2 separate regions of the Oryzias latipes genome follow, and region 1 is linked to region 2. Evidence: chromatin contacts called from public Hi-C data. All regions are on one chromosome and are shown on one strand. Each heading gives the region's core, a stretch centred on a gene start, on an enhancer-like site or on the middle of the called end of the contact. The rest is flanking DNA. Distances are from core to core; before and after follow the strand shown. Region 1 has its middle 11 kb from the start of LOC101163278. Region 2 overlaps LOC101163034 (insulin receptor substrate 1-B-like).

Region 1 (3,599 bases), core at 964-3,463, 57 kb before region 2:
TCAGAATTCTGGATTTAATCTCAGAATTCTGATTTAAATCTCAGAAATATAAACTACGGAGGCCTGTGAGCTGCTTCCTTCAGTTAGCTTTAGCAGCACTGTGGAGTCACACAGGCTGAATGGAACCACCGAAAATGTTCTCTTTAAGTTTCCTGTTGCGTGCTTGAAGTTTGCCAGAAGAGGCCACTGTGTTAACAGAAAAACAGAAGGTGAGTAAAAAGATTTATCTACTTGGAGTTTGTCAATAAAAGGGCTACAGACTATTTTAGCATTTCATAACTGTTTCCAGACGGAAAACGTCTTTTAAAAATGTAAGTGTTGTGTGCCCAGTTTTGTTTGTATGCAGCCTGATTACATTGATCATCTCATTTCTGGAGATTTAAAGACGTCTTCTGAAAATATTACTGGACGTCTTTTCTAACTATGGGTGACTGTGAATAACTGCCGCCGATCTTAATTTAGACTTTATTACAATATTTAGCTCTCAGGCTTCTTGTCACGTCATACATTAATTCCTGTTGCCATCTTATTGGCAAACATACAGCATAGGACGGCGCCCCGTTAAAGAATGAACATTTAACACCAGACCACACAGATGTGCTTCCTTTACATTTGCGTGAAACTCAAATTGCGGAAGTCACATGACACGTCGGAGTAGTGTTGCGTATCCAAGGCAACCGCCATCTCTTCCTCGGACAATGTGTTGATTATCTTGAACACCTTCATCAGCGCTGCTACAATGTTTACAGAGAATATGCTTTTATGTTTTGACAGGTGTAGGTTTGAGAGATAGGGATCAAATGTTCATGATGTTAAAGGTTTGCACATGGAATCTCCATGTTGCCGAAAGTTCTCATTTATCCAAGGGTTATCTTGAAAATGAGTCTCGGCATCTGAATTTCGAATCTATCTTAAAGAAAGACAGAAGTCCAGATACCAAGACTCAACTTTAGGACAAAGAAGATACAGTTATTTTCTTATAGTTTTACTGTGACATCATATAAAACTAGTATATTTTAAATTTTGTGCAGATTGACAGTGATGTCATCGCTTTGGAGGAGGATGCAGCTCTGGGACAAAGACAAACAACACACACAGTCACCGTTCACATCAATTTAGATAAATTAACTGTACAACGACAGCTTTTTTCTGAGATTTAAGACAAAAAATTCTGAGAAAAAGTCTGTTTTTTTTCTTTCTCCATGACCCTAATCACACAGAAAGGACAGAAAATACTGTTTGTATTATTATTATAACAGAGGTACTAGTTCCTAATGCTTAAAGAAGCTCGTATTGATGACTTCATCTTTGTCAATAATGATTCAAATGCCCCCCCCCCCCCCCCCCCCTGGTCCCCTGTAGCTCCGCCCCTGCTGGGTAGCCTCATGAAAGCATAAGCAGGTCATTTTGTTGCCCCAAAATCAAGTGCAAAGATGCTCCACTAGATGGCGCAGCTCCTGTATTTTTGGATCTGCATGCACACATTGCTATTCCAAAAGTGTGAGGTCTTGTTGACCTCCTTCAAGTCAGGATGGCAGGATCAAACGATATAAAAATCCCAGTTTTTTTCTTCCATTGTTTGCTACAAATGATGTCTTTTTTTCCAGGAAGTTGGATTTCTTAGGTCCCGGCGGGGTCACTCACTGACCCCCTCACCTCTCTACCACCTAAATTCCTCATTCCACAAACCAGAAGGGGCCCCAAGGCTACCAAGATGGGGGGGATGGGGGGGGGGGGTTGTCTACCATTCAAATTGTTCACCGGATTAAGACCCCCCCTCAAAAAAAAGAAAATACCCGTGGAAAGTAGGGCCTTCCACTTTCCCACTGATCTGCGAGGCGTTGAGGTGATTCCCGTGTGCAGGCATGTCGAGGCGCGGTCGGCCTGCCGACTCCATCAAAGCTCCTCTCCGTGTTGCTGAGCGTTTGGTCAGATTCACACAGTCCGTGTTCTGCCCGTGGGTGAGCAGTGATCTCTGTTTTTCAAAACCACCACCTCTCCCACTGCGAGGAGGAATTCTGTACCATGTGTCTGCGGTTTGTATGGAACTCTCAAGCAAAATAAAGGCCCGAACCCTCCCCATCCCTCCATCTTCCTCTCATTTTCCATCAAACGCTCTGTGTGGCAGGTTTTTTTTTTCTTTCTATAATCACGGCCAACTCTCTCACGAAGCTGCAGAGAGAGTGTGACGAGACGGTGGTGGGAAGGAGGAAGAGGAGGGAGGGACGCAGAAAGAAAAGCTTTTTGTTTGGCCAAGTACATTATGTGAAAGAGAGGGGGTGGCGAGGGGGAAAAAGGAAGCTGGAAGTAAAAATGGTTGCAGCGTTTGTGGCTCTATCAGATCTGCTCAATTTGACCAGGAGCGCCGTAACTCACTGCGGCAAGACGAAGGCCCTTCGTTCGACCGACATGATGGAGAGGAAGCAATTTAGGAGTAGCGCTGACATAATGTGACCACATTAGCTGCAAGAACAAAGGCTGCATCCATGTCCGACATCCAGAGAGCTTCCTCTGGCCTCCACCAAGGAGGAAGTCATAAAGACAGGAAGACTTCCTGAAGTGTTGCCAACAGTCTGCAGTACAGACTGTACACCATCGCCTGGTGTAAAACCATAAAAGTGTACTCTCCGCCCCTTCGTAGCAGCCGAGCACACATCTTTAATGACTTTTGGGTGTATTTGCAGCACTCAACAGAGGTGTACATGCTGCTTTTTTTTCTAGAAACGGTCTCGTCAGAACACATTTACCAGGATTTATCTGTACTGGACTTCATGAACCGTCCTGGTTCTCCTAGGATCCTCTTTCATGTTCATGACGCCTGTTTCCCTACACTCTTCAGGGATGCTTGAACGCATCAGCCTTCCATGCTAAAAAAACACTCCACTGTTCATCGGTTTGAGGGAAACATTTCCAAATGTATGAATCAAACTGCATTCAGTCCATTTCTAATTAGGTCTTTGGAATGTTCTAGACTTATGTTGTGCATTAAAAACAGGTAATCAAGCGAATTTGTAGGAAGAGACATTATAAACTGATATAGAATTAGAAATTTTAATTAAACGGAAACAAATTGAACTATAACTCTTGTGTTATCTTAGTTGACCACACCCTTACATTGACGTGTTCTCCCTACCATGACAAAGGTGGATAAAGGTGGAAAGATTTCATGTAATCCATGGACACCAGTGAAGATCACAAATCATTGAAGAAAAAGGGTTCAGCGCACTGTCTAGTGGGTCTAGATGACCCAACTCCCAATGTTAAAGTGCCTAGGATAGCACCAGGGTTAAGATAAAGCATTTTCAAAAATGTAACCAGGTCAGTTCACTAAATAACCACTAGGGGGTTTGTTGGATGAGTCAGTTCTCATTTTATTCGATGAGATAAGATAACCCTTCATCGATCTATCCATCTTCATAACCCGATGTTTCCCTTTCGGGGTTACGAGGCTGCTGGAGCCTAACCTGGCTAGTGTTGAGTGAAAGCGGGGTGAACTCCTGGACAGGTCGCCGGCCTGTTACAGGGCCAATAAAACCTCGTTTTCACTGAGCGGTACAGTCCAGTCCGGCCCACTATTTTGAGCGTTTCCATTATAAAAT
Region 2 (3,430 bases), core at 390-2,889:
GGGACTTTACAGTGGGGACCGAAGGAATGAGGGCGGGTTGCTACAGATTGTAGAGATGGGAAATTGGCTTCCAAAAGTAAAACAGTCCAAATTAACAATTCGTTTTTTCATTAAATATATTTTTGGGAGTGTTTTTAACACGTTCTTGTAGCATTTTTCTGATAATGGACGAGATATATGAAGAAAATTCAGATTAAAATTGCATTTCTAAACATTTCTTGTTTCAAATCCTTGTGAATCAGCAGCATGTCATTTGAAAAAGATCGTATTTGTGACGTAGAAAACACACCGGGGGGGGGGGCTTCCTACTCCAATCCATGTACGTCTTTGTTTTCCTCGTCCAATTTGCCATCCGGCTCAAAATTGTATGGCAGGATAACTCTAATATTGCTCGCCGGTTTTGTTGTACTGGTTCTGTTAGGTTAGGGTAGGGAGGGGTTGTCACTACTGGGAGTGTAAACAGAGAGCTCTCAGCAACAATGAGGGGAAGGGGGGGGGCAGGGTGATCAAAAGATAATCGCAGGAATGGCTTAATGAGCATCTTTTTCCTGTTCCAGAGTCCTTTTCTTGCATCTGCACAGCCTCTTTTTTTCTGTTTTGCAGCCAAAGACCTCAGCAGCACTTTCACACACAGAAGCCCTTGATGTGAAGGCCGCCTGCACGCTGCTTAAATCCCAGAAACAATCTCAAAGTGATGGAGGAGAGCAACACCACAGAAACAACCTTGGTTACATAAGGCACAGGTTTCTGGATTCCTCCTGGTTGTCCTCCTTTGGGGCAGTATGCTGGGTGAGTACAGAAAGAGTTTAAAAAAAAAACATGCAGCGATGACCTGAAAGATTGAATCTGCACGTGTGTGCAAACTAAACATGCTGGTTGCATAAGGGTGGATTTTTGGACTCGCTTCTCCTTTTCTTCTACACACCTGGAGCCGTGAATAGATCTCCTCGGGTGGCTCCAGAAAAGCATCCCACCCAGGCGACACTGGCGTCTATTCATGCAGATTTTGCCCCCCACCCCAGAGATCGCAGGCTGCATATAAAGAGGCCGCCATGCCTGCCCGCCTGGCTTTTTATAAATGAGAAGTTACTGTTTGTTTGTCCGGGAAGATGGAAAATCTTCATGAGCAGATGTGGAGAGCGGGGAATTGGTGCAGATCTGGATCACTGAGAAGTAGGGCATCGGCCTCGGAGCAGGACGGGCTCTTTCTGCCACCTTGGAAGGTGGGTGTGTGTAATGTGGCGGGGGGTAACAGGGGGGTGCCATATTTTCCCCCTGAGGCTGTCAGATGCCTACTGAGATACTAACATCCTCCTGAGTGACGGGCTAATTACAGTTCTCACGCAAATCCAGAAGAAGTGGGTCTCTGCGGTGGCACGGTTCCAGTTGCAACATTACATGCCATATTTCAAAATGTCTCCAGACTACCTTGAGGCTGTACTTATGTAACGACGTTTAGTTAGTCCACAAGAAAGGATCTCTTAGGCAAATCAATCAGCTTTATAGTCAGACTGGTTCTTAGTTAAGTCTGTAAATCAGGAAAAACGACTCTGGCAATGAACCGGCTGACTCTCTCCGGGCTCCGTTTCATGTTTCTGACCTCACTGCCCTATCATGCAGCGCCGCGCCACAAGGCCGCTAAAGACCATGCCGAAAAAGCTACGAGCCAACCACCACCCCCAACCCAGCTACTGTGCCCTCTGTAACCCACTCTGCGGCCAGATCCCCACCAAATAAAACACAAGCGAAAAGTCAGCCAATCAGCAGGGATAACAGCTGGCTCCCATCTCTGGCAGACATGTGCGCCCGTTTTCCTCTTAGTCAGCTCCGCCACTTTAAGGCTCGTCATCCACCTCTGGGGTCTGTAATGCCCCCCAGATCAGACGCACAAGCAGTTGAAATGATTGGTGACGCAACTGAGGTTTGGAAGTCTGAAAGACCACAACAAACTGCAGAGTAACCACGGAGAACACAGCTTTGCCCCAAAATGAGTTTAGTGACTAAATCTGAGTGTTAGGCAGACTTCTTATCTGCACTTTAGTGGAACAGCATCAAACTGTTGTCAGGAACAACATCCTGACAAAAGTGAGCGCTTTGTTCCTGCGCCACCTCTGCAGACGGTACAAGGGCCTGGCCTTCCAAACAAAGCGCAAACTTTCATGAGAAAGTGCAGCGATGACCTACATGGGGGGGGGGTTCCAGCGGCCCGGCGGGGCCTAAAAAGAGGTCAAGAGCCAACGGTGCCTTGTAAACAGCAGCCAGGGGTAACAGTAAATCAACTAATCGCTCGGCAGATTATACGCCAATTTAAGCATTAATTTAGCAGCAGCTCAGGATTTAAAGCCGAGCTGGGGAGCGCTTGCAAAACGGAAATACAGTATGGCTATTGTAATAGAAGCAGAACAATCAAGGCTGTTTTGTGGACAATAGTTTTTAGCAAAACAGTTAGATCTCATTTATGTCTTTATACATGTTCACCAACAGACCCATAAACAGGCAAATTTGCAGATTAAAAATCCTTAAAATCGCAGAACTTTCTTATAAACATCCCAAAAGAATGTCTAATAAGAACGGTAAATATAATAAATATTTTAAATTTTCAAGACAATTAATAATTAATTAACTAATCACGATTAAAACAATAGTATGAAACTGGATTATTATAAACATTCACTGAGATTTTTTAAAACATGAAGATATTTTATGTTTGAAAGGATTTTTATTTTCCATCTATTTTGAAAGAAGCGCAGCGCCACATTTTTATTAGCAAATGCATCAAAAATATTGAAAACATTAAAGTTCCGATGTTGTTTGTCCTCGTCGGACACATGCAGACACACCGCCGAGGCCGGCTCTACGGTGATGTCATAAAATGGGCGGCACCCACAAGGAGAGAAAGGCGGAGCCTCAGAGATTGAGCGGTCTTACTTCTGGTGCAAAAACAAAAAAATCATTCTTTAGGTGTGTCAAAATACATCATCATCTATATGCATGTAGTTTACTCAGAAAGGCTTAAGAATAGCATGATAGGGGCCCTTTATAGGAAAAACAAACACTCCAAACCAAAATAAACAAACTTCTTCTTTAAAAGCTTTAACGCACACCTTAAAAAGTACCAGAAGAAACCAAAAAAAAATCTATCACGATTGCAGAATTCTGCCCTGCAACAGACAGCCGACCCCGATTCAGGATGTACCTGTCGTCACCCATCGGTGGCTGGGATAGGCTCCAGCAACCCTGTGACAACAAATGGGATAAGTCGGGTTTAGAAGATGGATAGATGTAGAATAGTGTTGGTTTGTGTTCATTTCGAAACCCGTCTTTACAAAATGCACAGCAAGTCTACACCGGCAGATCCTTCCTAGTCTGGATGGAAACAGATGTTTGCATACAGAAGATCTGCACTGCCAGGATAATCATGACTCATCAG

Evidence for each region. Hi-C and Micro-C count contacts between places; a contact is called where the count stands out from the background.
Region 1: a contact with region 2 is called in a Hi-C map of embryo, with 4 times the contacts expected there. The contact joins two enhancer-like sites. A contact is called at or near these places in 5 of 5 Hi-C or Micro-C datasets (embryo, fibroblasts and gastrula embryo).

What each region holds. Positions count from the first base shown.
Region 1 is chr18:14,898,040-14,901,638 of ASM223467v1, reverse strand. No RefSeq gene overlaps it. Among protein-coding and RNA genes, the nearest start is that of LOC101163278, 11 kb to the left of the region's middle. Within about 2 kb of position 2,213, at least 1 of the 8 cell types and tissues checked has an H3K27ac peak or open chromatin away from gene starts, as enhancers often do. A contact at or near this core is called in embryo, where this site is marked.
Region 2 is chr18:14,840,275-14,843,704 of ASM223467v1, reverse strand. All of the region lies in intron 1 of LOC101163034 (insulin receptor substrate 1-B-like), which reads right to left. Among protein-coding and RNA genes, the nearest start is that of LOC101163034, 6.3 kb to the right of the region's middle. Within about 2 kb of position 1,639, at least 1 of the 8 cell types and tissues checked has an H3K27ac peak or open chromatin away from gene starts, as enhancers often do. A contact at or near this core is called in embryo, where this site is marked.